Linked DNA regions of Mus musculus: regions 2 and 3 are each linked to region 1. Evidence: chromatin contacts called from public Hi-C and promoter capture Hi-C data. All regions are on one chromosome and are shown on one strand. Each heading gives the region's core, a stretch centred on a gene start, on an enhancer-like site or on the middle of the called end of the contact. The rest is flanking DNA. Distances are from core to core; before and after follow the strand shown. Region 1 has its middle 29 kb from the start of Agr3. Region 2 holds the start of Sostdc1 (sclerostin domain containing 1). Region 3 holds the start of Crppa (CDP-L-ribitol pyrophosphorylase A).

Evidence for each region. Promoter capture Hi-C pulls out the DNA fragments that hold promoters and counts their contacts. A called contact is a pair of places that touch in the nucleus more often than the background predicts.
Region 2: a contact with region 1 is called in a promoter capture Hi-C map of hippocampal neurons, with 2.6 times the contacts expected there. The contact joins the promoter of Sostdc1 here to the enhancer-like site in region 1. A contact is called at or near these places in 7 of 39 promoter capture datasets (the C10 cell line, the HPC-7 cell line, cranial neural crest and 4 more) and 1 of 115 datasets of contacts at active chromatin or transcription factors (large pre-B cells).
Region 3: a contact with region 1 is called in a Hi-C map of cerebellum, with 2.3 times the contacts expected there. The contact joins the promoter of Crppa here to the enhancer-like site in region 1. A contact is called at or near these places in 2 of 39 promoter capture datasets (cranial neural crest and pre-B cells), 3 of 484 Hi-C or Micro-C datasets (cerebellum and uterus), 3 of 115 datasets of contacts at active chromatin or transcription factors (astrocytes, cardiomyocytes and kidney) and 2 of 9 other capture datasets (adipose tissue and liver).

What each region holds. Positions count from the first base shown.
Region 1 is chr12:35,895,419-35,898,118 of GRCm38.p6, forward strand. No RefSeq gene overlaps it. Among named protein-coding and RNA genes, the nearest start is that of Agr3, 29 kb to the right of the region's middle. Within about 2 kb of position 1,418, at least 49 of the 459 cell types and tissues checked have an H3K27ac peak or open chromatin away from gene starts, as enhancers often do. A contact at or near this core is called in cerebellum and hippocampal neurons, where this site is marked.
Region 2 is chr12:36,312,900-36,315,599 of GRCm38.p6, forward strand. Sostdc1 (sclerostin domain containing 1) reads left to right here and starts at 1,270. Exons shown (of 2, transcript NM_025312.3): 1 at 1,270-1,599. The coding sequence starts at 1,395.
Region 3 is chr12:36,380,136-36,382,835 of GRCm38.p6, forward strand. Crppa (CDP-L-ribitol pyrophosphorylase A) reads left to right here and starts at 1,315. Exons shown (of 10, transcript NM_178629.6): 1 at 1,315-1,889. The coding sequence starts at 1,639.

The DNA.
Region 1 (2,700 bases), core at 168-2,667:
TGGGTATATAAGTTACTTTGTGGTGGTAAACAGTGCTAGAAATATGTCACACACAGCTACATAGCACTCTGAAAATACGAAATGCACAATTGCACTCTGCTGGGTGGTTAGAATGATTCCTTGTATATGAATTTTATAATAATGAAAAAAGTTTGTGGAAAAAGTACTTCATGACACTTGTTCATTTATTTGCTTATATATGTGACATGTATATAAACACATATGCACACTCGCGGTGACATAAACAGAAACTGAAATGATATGTAAAGCATACCAAGGGTGTGCTAATAGTAATCCATAGTTAGGTGTTGGCTGTGTGTTTCTGATTAGATGTATATGTAATAACCATGTCCATCATTTATAACATTGTATCATTGTAATTTAGAAGACGTATATAGTCTTCATTATAATAACCATTTCAACTTACAATTCTGCTACAGATACAATAGACACCTTGCACCCGGCTGTGTGTGCTTCTGGTGCCTTTGGGACCTGGGCTGTTCTTATCCCACAGTGGTCAAGTCTTGGCTGAACGACACCCAGATTCTCCGAGTAGTCTCTCAAAGTCTCCAACCTCACATGAACGTTACGGTCAGCCTGGGGCTGGAGAATGTTTTCTACAATGGAGTAAAAGCCAATGATTAGCATGCGTCTGTTCAGTCTGTCTGGTCTAGCCTCTGGGTGAAGAGAGATACTCAGTACAGATCACCTGACCTTTTATGTTACTAGTTTAATTTGATAATTTGACCCCACCATTTAAACTGGCTCAATGATGGGGTCCAGTCAGTAAAGAGATAAATAGATATTTGATACTTCAAAAGAACATTACAGATCTTTGCAAAAATAATGTAAATTTCTCAAGCAAATGACAGAGTGTATTGAGAAAGACACCAAGGGAAACACTCTTGCATTTTATTTATTTTGCCTATCAAAATAGACCAAAAGCCGTTCATCCTCTTGATCGGCAGGTGGCGCTGTGAACGTATCTTTGAAATTGAAAACACAAAAGCCATTTTCTTTAATCCCTCAATTACATAGGACATTTGAAATGATTTGTTTTAATCGGAATAAATGTCACTGTTAGTGACAGTAGATAATCCCTAAAATTCTCAAATCCTCCGCAAATGTTAATGGAATCACTTCATAGAAATAGCTTTTCAAATATTATCCGTAAGCTTAATAAACTGGGTTCGTTATGAACGGACTGGGTTATTTTCCTGTATATCGTCCTTGATTGCAGCTTCACACACAGCTATCTATTTAATCCTGGAAAACTCAGACGTTATTATTCCCGCTTCTCAAAGAGAAAATCGGGTCTCACACGGGTTACATTTTTTTTTACCCAAGTCCCATACCCCATTGATGAAGAGAATCACGCTTCAAAATCAAGCCTGGCTCCCTGGTGCTTAACCACAGCACGAAAGCATTTCAAAGGCAGAGCTAAATTGGTGAAAGTGTAGTAGATTGTAGTAAGGACTGAACAGGCTCAGGGGATTTTTAAATGCTAATTTCATTCCACCTTCAGTGCCATTTCTATTCAAATCACACAGATTGTTTAAAAACGAAAACAAGTCTGACCTTTTTTTTTTCCTGTGGGGAAAGTCTGGAGTCAGGAGTCAAACAGAGCTTCACAAAGACCTGGAGCCACACTCCCACACCCCTGTAGACAGAGACCTTTAGGCTGTGTAAAGGGGAATCTCAAGAAAGGAGCGGGGCTGCCCAGCAGTGAAAGGGGGAGAAAGAGATATGCAATTTGCATATCTAAAATTTGACCTTTTTGTGATCAGATAATCTTTTGCCCTATGAAATAGAAAAATCTTTGCCCACTGTGATCCCATTCTGAACTTTAAAAAGCATACAGAGTGCAAATTTGAAAAGTTTTATGTGATGTAGGAGCAACCAAACGTTCTAAGTCTGACACGCAGATCCAATGTAGTCAACTATGAAGGTTATTAAATGGACATGAGACATCTCTCTTTTCTTTCTAAAAGCAATTGTTACTCAGGCCTGAGGCTTAACTGAGGCTTTTCAGCTCCTGGCACTAGGGCCTCCCATTATGAGTCGAGTCACCATTTGTCCTGGGAGAAGGAACACTGAGCACATGGACAGTATTTCAGCTAGGTGAATACTTACCCTGGTACTTAGGACAGACAGTACAGTAGTGCGCTGGCCAGTTTCACACTGTCCCTCTCATAAAGCTCTCTACGGTCACACCTGAACATCAGCCCTATGACATCAGTGCCGGCTTAGCTGCCAATGTAACAGTCCACAATCACCTGGAAAAATATTCTTAACAAGGAATTATCTAGATCAGGTTGGCTTGTAGGCTTGCCTGTGGGGTTGGGGGAGTTTTAATTCATGTAAGACTGAGCCATTTCAGGTGGCACCATTCCCTAGGCAGGTTTCCAATAGCAGAAGAGAGGCGAAAACTGCTGAGAGCAAGCAAACAAGCAATAATCAGTATATTCTCTCTTTGCTCGTGACTGTGGATATGATGTGAACAGTTTCCCAAGTTCCTGCTGCCTTGACTTCCTGCACAAGATGAATAGAATCCTAGAATCTGGAGCTAAAACAAGCTTGTTCTCCCCCTAAGTTGCTGGTTGTTAGGGTGTTTGTCTTAGCAGCAGGAAAGAGACTAGAACATCTTACCTCTTTAATGGGATGTCAGGACACAGTCGGGAAGAGAAAAACACCTCAGGC
Region 2 (2,700 bases), core at 20-2,519, 420 kb after region 1:
AGAGATACAAAATACTAAGACATTTTTCTAACAGCCACACTGACCATTAAAATTGGATTTATCATTGAACAGGCAATTTGAAAGTTGTCCCAGTCAAGATGCTTAATAGATCCGATGAAACCTGCTTTTCTTTTAAAATCATTTCTTTATCTTAGGCTTCTATACTCATGCCACAGCACACATGTGAGGGCTAGAGGACAAAGTCCCAGAGGCCACTCTCCTTCTGTTATGTGGGTTCCGATGCTGAACTCAGGATTGCCAAGCTTGGCTGCAGGTGCCCTTCCATGCTGACTCATACTGCTAGACCCTTTGTTTTCAGAGTTAAAGAACCCATGGAGTAGCTCTGTCAGATGGAAATAAAGCAGCCCAGACGGTGACAGCACTTACTTAGGCAGCAGACTCAAAGGAAGTTACCAAAACCAATGTTTGACAAATACAAATATAACTCAGGACCTGCAGTATATGAACAATCTAGAAATATTTTGAATTGGTAAAGGGTAATAAATAGAAAATGGTTTTCTTTTGGGCAAGAGACATGCAGAATGCTAAACCTTGCTGACATATTTTAAGATGAAAACTGATATGAGTTAATTTAATTCAGACAGAGTTCTGCTCATTACACCCCCCAACCCCCCAACACACACACTCAGGACCGCTGGCAGTACCAGGACCGCTGGCAGTAATTTACCTAGCAGGACAGTTGCTCCTGCAGATCAAAGCAGCATTACTTAAGTGTGTCCAGAGGGCAGGTTTTAGCTCTGTGTCTTCCTCTTTATGAGAAAAGAGAGGGGAAAAAGGTTTTCTTCTTAAGAGACAAAACATATTTAACTAAATAGATCTTTTACTCAAGTCTGACACTACTCAAAAACTCATATGGCTTCTTCTAACTTTTGGGGAAGAAGCCCCTTCAGGCCCCAAATTTTCTTTAATCTGAGGGGAATAGAGAACAAAAGTGTGAAAAATAAAATAAACTCTGTCTCTTTATGTGAACAGCAACCTACTTTTCCTTCCATTAAACTTGACCATGAACCTAGGCTCCGGAGAGGACCTGGCTGAGGAGCAAGTGGTAGCAGTTGTGACAGGGCTGTGCCTTGCCTGCTTCAGCTCGTAGACCAGTAAAGCCCAACTCTGAAATCGCAGGCAATTTGTGTAGCAAGCCCCTCCTCTTCTGCAGCCCGTCTTCTCCATTGGTAAAATTCTTTTGCAGGGTCAAGTAGGGATCCCACCCCTTCTCTGTGTTTTCACTCCGAAGCCCTACACAACTTTACACCTGAATGAACGCCAAGCCTCTGGCTATATAAAGGGAACCTTGGGAAGGGATTCCACAGTCCACAGTGCAGAAGCAAGGGGGAAAGAATTAGCGGCTCCTCAGCCCAGCAAATCCTCCACTCATCATGCTTCCTCCTGCCATTCATCTCTCTCTCATTCCCCTGCTCTGCATCCTGATGAGAAACTGTTTGGCTTTTAAAAATGATGCCACAGAAATCCTTTATTCACATGTGGTTAAACCTGTCCCGGCACACCCCAGCAGCAACAGCACCCTGAATCAAGCCAGGAATGGAGGCAGGCATTTCAGTAGCACTGGACTGGATCGAAACAGTAAGTGTGTTTTACTTGTACAGATTTTTTTTTTCCTTTTGGGGAGCATCAGCTCCCACTCCTGTAGAATGCTTTTGCTGTAAACTAACGTGAACCATCTACGCTTTTGCAAAAACAATCTGGGAGCAATCTGGTGCATGTGTAGGCTGGCGTTCTTTCCTGGGTAGTGATTTTAGAGTTAATACAAATTAAGCCGGTGGCTTGATAATGCAAGCAGAGACATGGTTTATCCAGTGCCCACAGAAAAATGCATCGAGGTATTGAACTGCTGCTTTTTAAAAACTCTGCAAAAGGGAGACTTCTTTAAAGTGTGGTTCTGTGTGCAGTTTAAGTTCATGGCGTCTTACACTTTGCTAATTTCAGATCGTGCAGGAATCTGGTGAAGTGTCTAAAGGTAACTAACCGGAACTATGTATAGGGAATCACAATGGATGAAAGGAAGCTTTCAGGAAATATGGAATTGCTCACACAGATGTCTAAAATATGTCTAGTTTGGAGAGGTGTAAAGACTTGATGTCCACTGTTAAACGGGTCTATACTACAAAACGTTGGAGCATCATGGTTTTCCAAATTGTTCTTTATTCAACAGGTCAAATTGAGACAATTGTATGTTTCTGTGAAAGACTGGGTATATATTTGTAACAGGAGATTTTACATAATAGGATGCTAATGTTTGGCACAGGGAGTATTTCTTTACCCTTTTCTGTTTGCTTAATTGACATACACGTCAAGTGACTACTAGTTAGAGGGGTTCAAATTTCTTCCTCTAACTTTTGCTCTATTCTCTTCCTTTAAAAGATTTCTGTTAGTAAGGAATGTGAAGAAAGGCAGAGAAACAGTGTACAGGAAACCTTACACAAATCTCTGCCCCTCCACCTTAAACTCCATCCAACTGTGTAAAAGCGTTTTGACCTTTGAAAAGTCATACCGTATATGACTGGTCATATCCCACTAAGAAAACTGAAGTGTTTTCCTTGCATGTAGTTAATTTCAGAGCATAGGAAGTGTCTGTCTGAGCAGTACCAGGTTACTGAAAAGTGTGGTGGGTGTTCATTGTCAATGTGAGAAATGTCACCACAACAATGCCCAACCTTATACATG
Region 3 (2,700 bases), core at 65-2,564, 480 kb after region 1:
TGGGCTGGTCACTGGGTTTTGTAAGTAACATAATGTGTTAGTTCATAAGATGCGATGGAGCCTTCTCAAGAGTCTCCTTTGAGCAAGCTCTAACAAATCAAACACCCAACTCCCTAGCAAAGAGCTCTTTCCTAGACTCAATCAGTCTTTTTGCCCCCCCCCCCCCGCCCCCAGCTTCACTCTGTCTCTCAGTCTCTCTCTTCCTTGCACACTCCTGCCTCCTGGGAAGGAAACATTCAAGCATTGCAATACAAACAAGCAAGCTATAATGCTTCCTTTTCATCGAAGGGTCAAGAGTTCAACAAACTTCAGTTAACACAGAAGCTGTCCATTAGTCATAATGAAAGCAACAAAAGAAAGTGCTTTAGAATATTAGACAAAAGAGGGTAAGAGAAGAGAATTTTTAAAAAAATTTCGTATGCTTTCAATTGGCAAAGTTGATAAAAACAATGAGATTTAATACTATAACTGGGTAATTCAATCCTCAAGTTTTTGTTTTTATGATTCTAATTTAGCTATTGATGGGTGAAGATTGATAATATACATGGTCAAATAATTCCTTTTCCCTTGTCATTATTCAATCAGCAGTTCCTTCAGTAAGTATTAGGCCCCTGTCACATTCCTGAAGCTGGGCATACAACCCAAACCCAAAGCAAAGCTAGGGCATGCTCTCATGAATTCCACATTCCAGATCCTGAATACAGTGGTGCCTGGCACTCGGAGTACCCATTCTGTTTCATCAACATTTCCCAGAAGGATAGTCCTAAATAAGCACTAGATGAGCACCAGGCCTGAAACTTCTCAACGCTTGCTCGTTGCACCTCTAAACCGAAGATTTATGGTTGCCTTGCCATCATTGGCTGTGCAGTCTTACATAAGTTACTTAGCACCCACGTTCCCCTGTCAGTGAAAATGACCACTAGAGGTTTTTTTTTTTTTTTTCTTTTTCCTGTTAACAGGAGATGTGTGTTGATTATTCAGTAGTGAGTGTGGTTGCTGTCCCCCTCTGGTTACAATAAAATCACACTTGCCCAATAGAATCACCTGTGGAATTTAAAAACATTCAAATCTTAAAATCTTAAAATTTGAGTGTGGAATACAGAATTCAAGGACACTCTACTTGGTTGTTCAAAGGTGCAGACAGACAGGTCTGGGAATCAACCTTGCAGTACGGATTCTAGACTTTGCCTAGCCATTTGTCTTTCCACTTGGTAGAATCAGGGTGCCATCTGTGGATAACGAAATTCTTATGACCGAGGTGCACACATATGGGTCTTGAACTGTACCTTGAATACAATTATTTCCGACTTATCTAGAATGGGGCCCATGACTGTGCTGTGCATAGCTGCCTGTGTGTGACTGTCAAATCTGTAAGGACTGCTACTGCAGCCTCGGCTCGACCTGCCCGGAGGGATAGAGGGAAGAGCAGGAAGAGCATTGCTGCCTAGGGGCGCTGGGCCCAGGCTGGGAAGACAAGGCTTGCTGGCTTCCTCCGCGATCAGCACCCGAGGCCACTTTCCCCGAGTCCGCTCGGCGCCGTTCCTGGCCCAGTGCGACCCTTGATCTCGTCCCAGGGCCGGTGCTGGCGTCTCGCTCTCGGTTTCCATCTGCACCTCGAGCTTCTGCGCTCTGCCTGCTATGGAGCCTGGGCCGTGCAGCAGGCCCGCTGAGCCTGGGCATTGCGTGAGCGGCCCCGCGGGCGCGGGCTCAGCGTTCCCGGAGTCCCCGTTGTCCGTCGCTGGGGCGGAGCCCGGGAACCGCCCTGGAACCGTGGCCGCCGTGCTGCCGGCTGGGGGTTGCGGGGAAAGGATGGGCGTCCGCACCCCGAAGCAGTTCTGCCGGGTTCTGGAAAGGCCGCTCATCAGCTACACTTTGCAGGCTATGGAGAGGTAACTGGCGCCAGCCATCCGCTCCCCCCGAGCCCAGGATCATCCCCAACAGGCAGCGTGGCGGGCAGCGCCGGGCCTGGGGCCCTGGCTAACCAGTGCATGGGGACCCAGGGACTTTCGGTTCCCACGCAGGCCCCGCGGGGCCCGAGGAATACCTGCTCTAGGAGCGCCTGGGGCACAGTGCCACCGCGCATGCGTGAGCCTGAGAGTCCTAGCCGCACCTCCAGTTTCCTGGGCAGGCACGTTTCTTCTGGGAATCAGGCATGGCTAAATAACCAGGTAGTAGAGAGAAAAGCAGAGTTAATTCCAGCCTTTCAATAACGGGAGGTGATTGGATGGTGAGGTTGAGGCCAAGACACCCTAGAAAAGAGACTGAAATTAGTTGATTCCAGAAATAATGAGCAGTGTCAGGAAGGCTGTGAAGAAACTGTGAGAGGAGAAAAAGATGAGTTACTTGTGTTGTGATGTGATGGGGCTGAGGCGAGACTGAAAGGGAAGATTATGAAGGTGCTTAAGTTCTGCAAGATCTTTACTCTTTTGAAGTCAAATGGACAGTTGTGACGATGCCTTTAAACCTTGAATCGGACTGGTTACATTTCAAGATAGATGCCAATATTTAGCATAAGTAACGATTACAGGAGGCTTCCATAGAGACCACTGTCCTTGGCATTTTGTTCAGAAGAGTAACAACTCCCAATACACTTCAAAAAGTCAAAGGGACACAGTAATTTCTCAGGAGATTATTTTACTTTCCGAGCATTGGCATTTGGTAAATGGAAGTGCAGGGCTGCAATCATCCTTGATTAGAGTA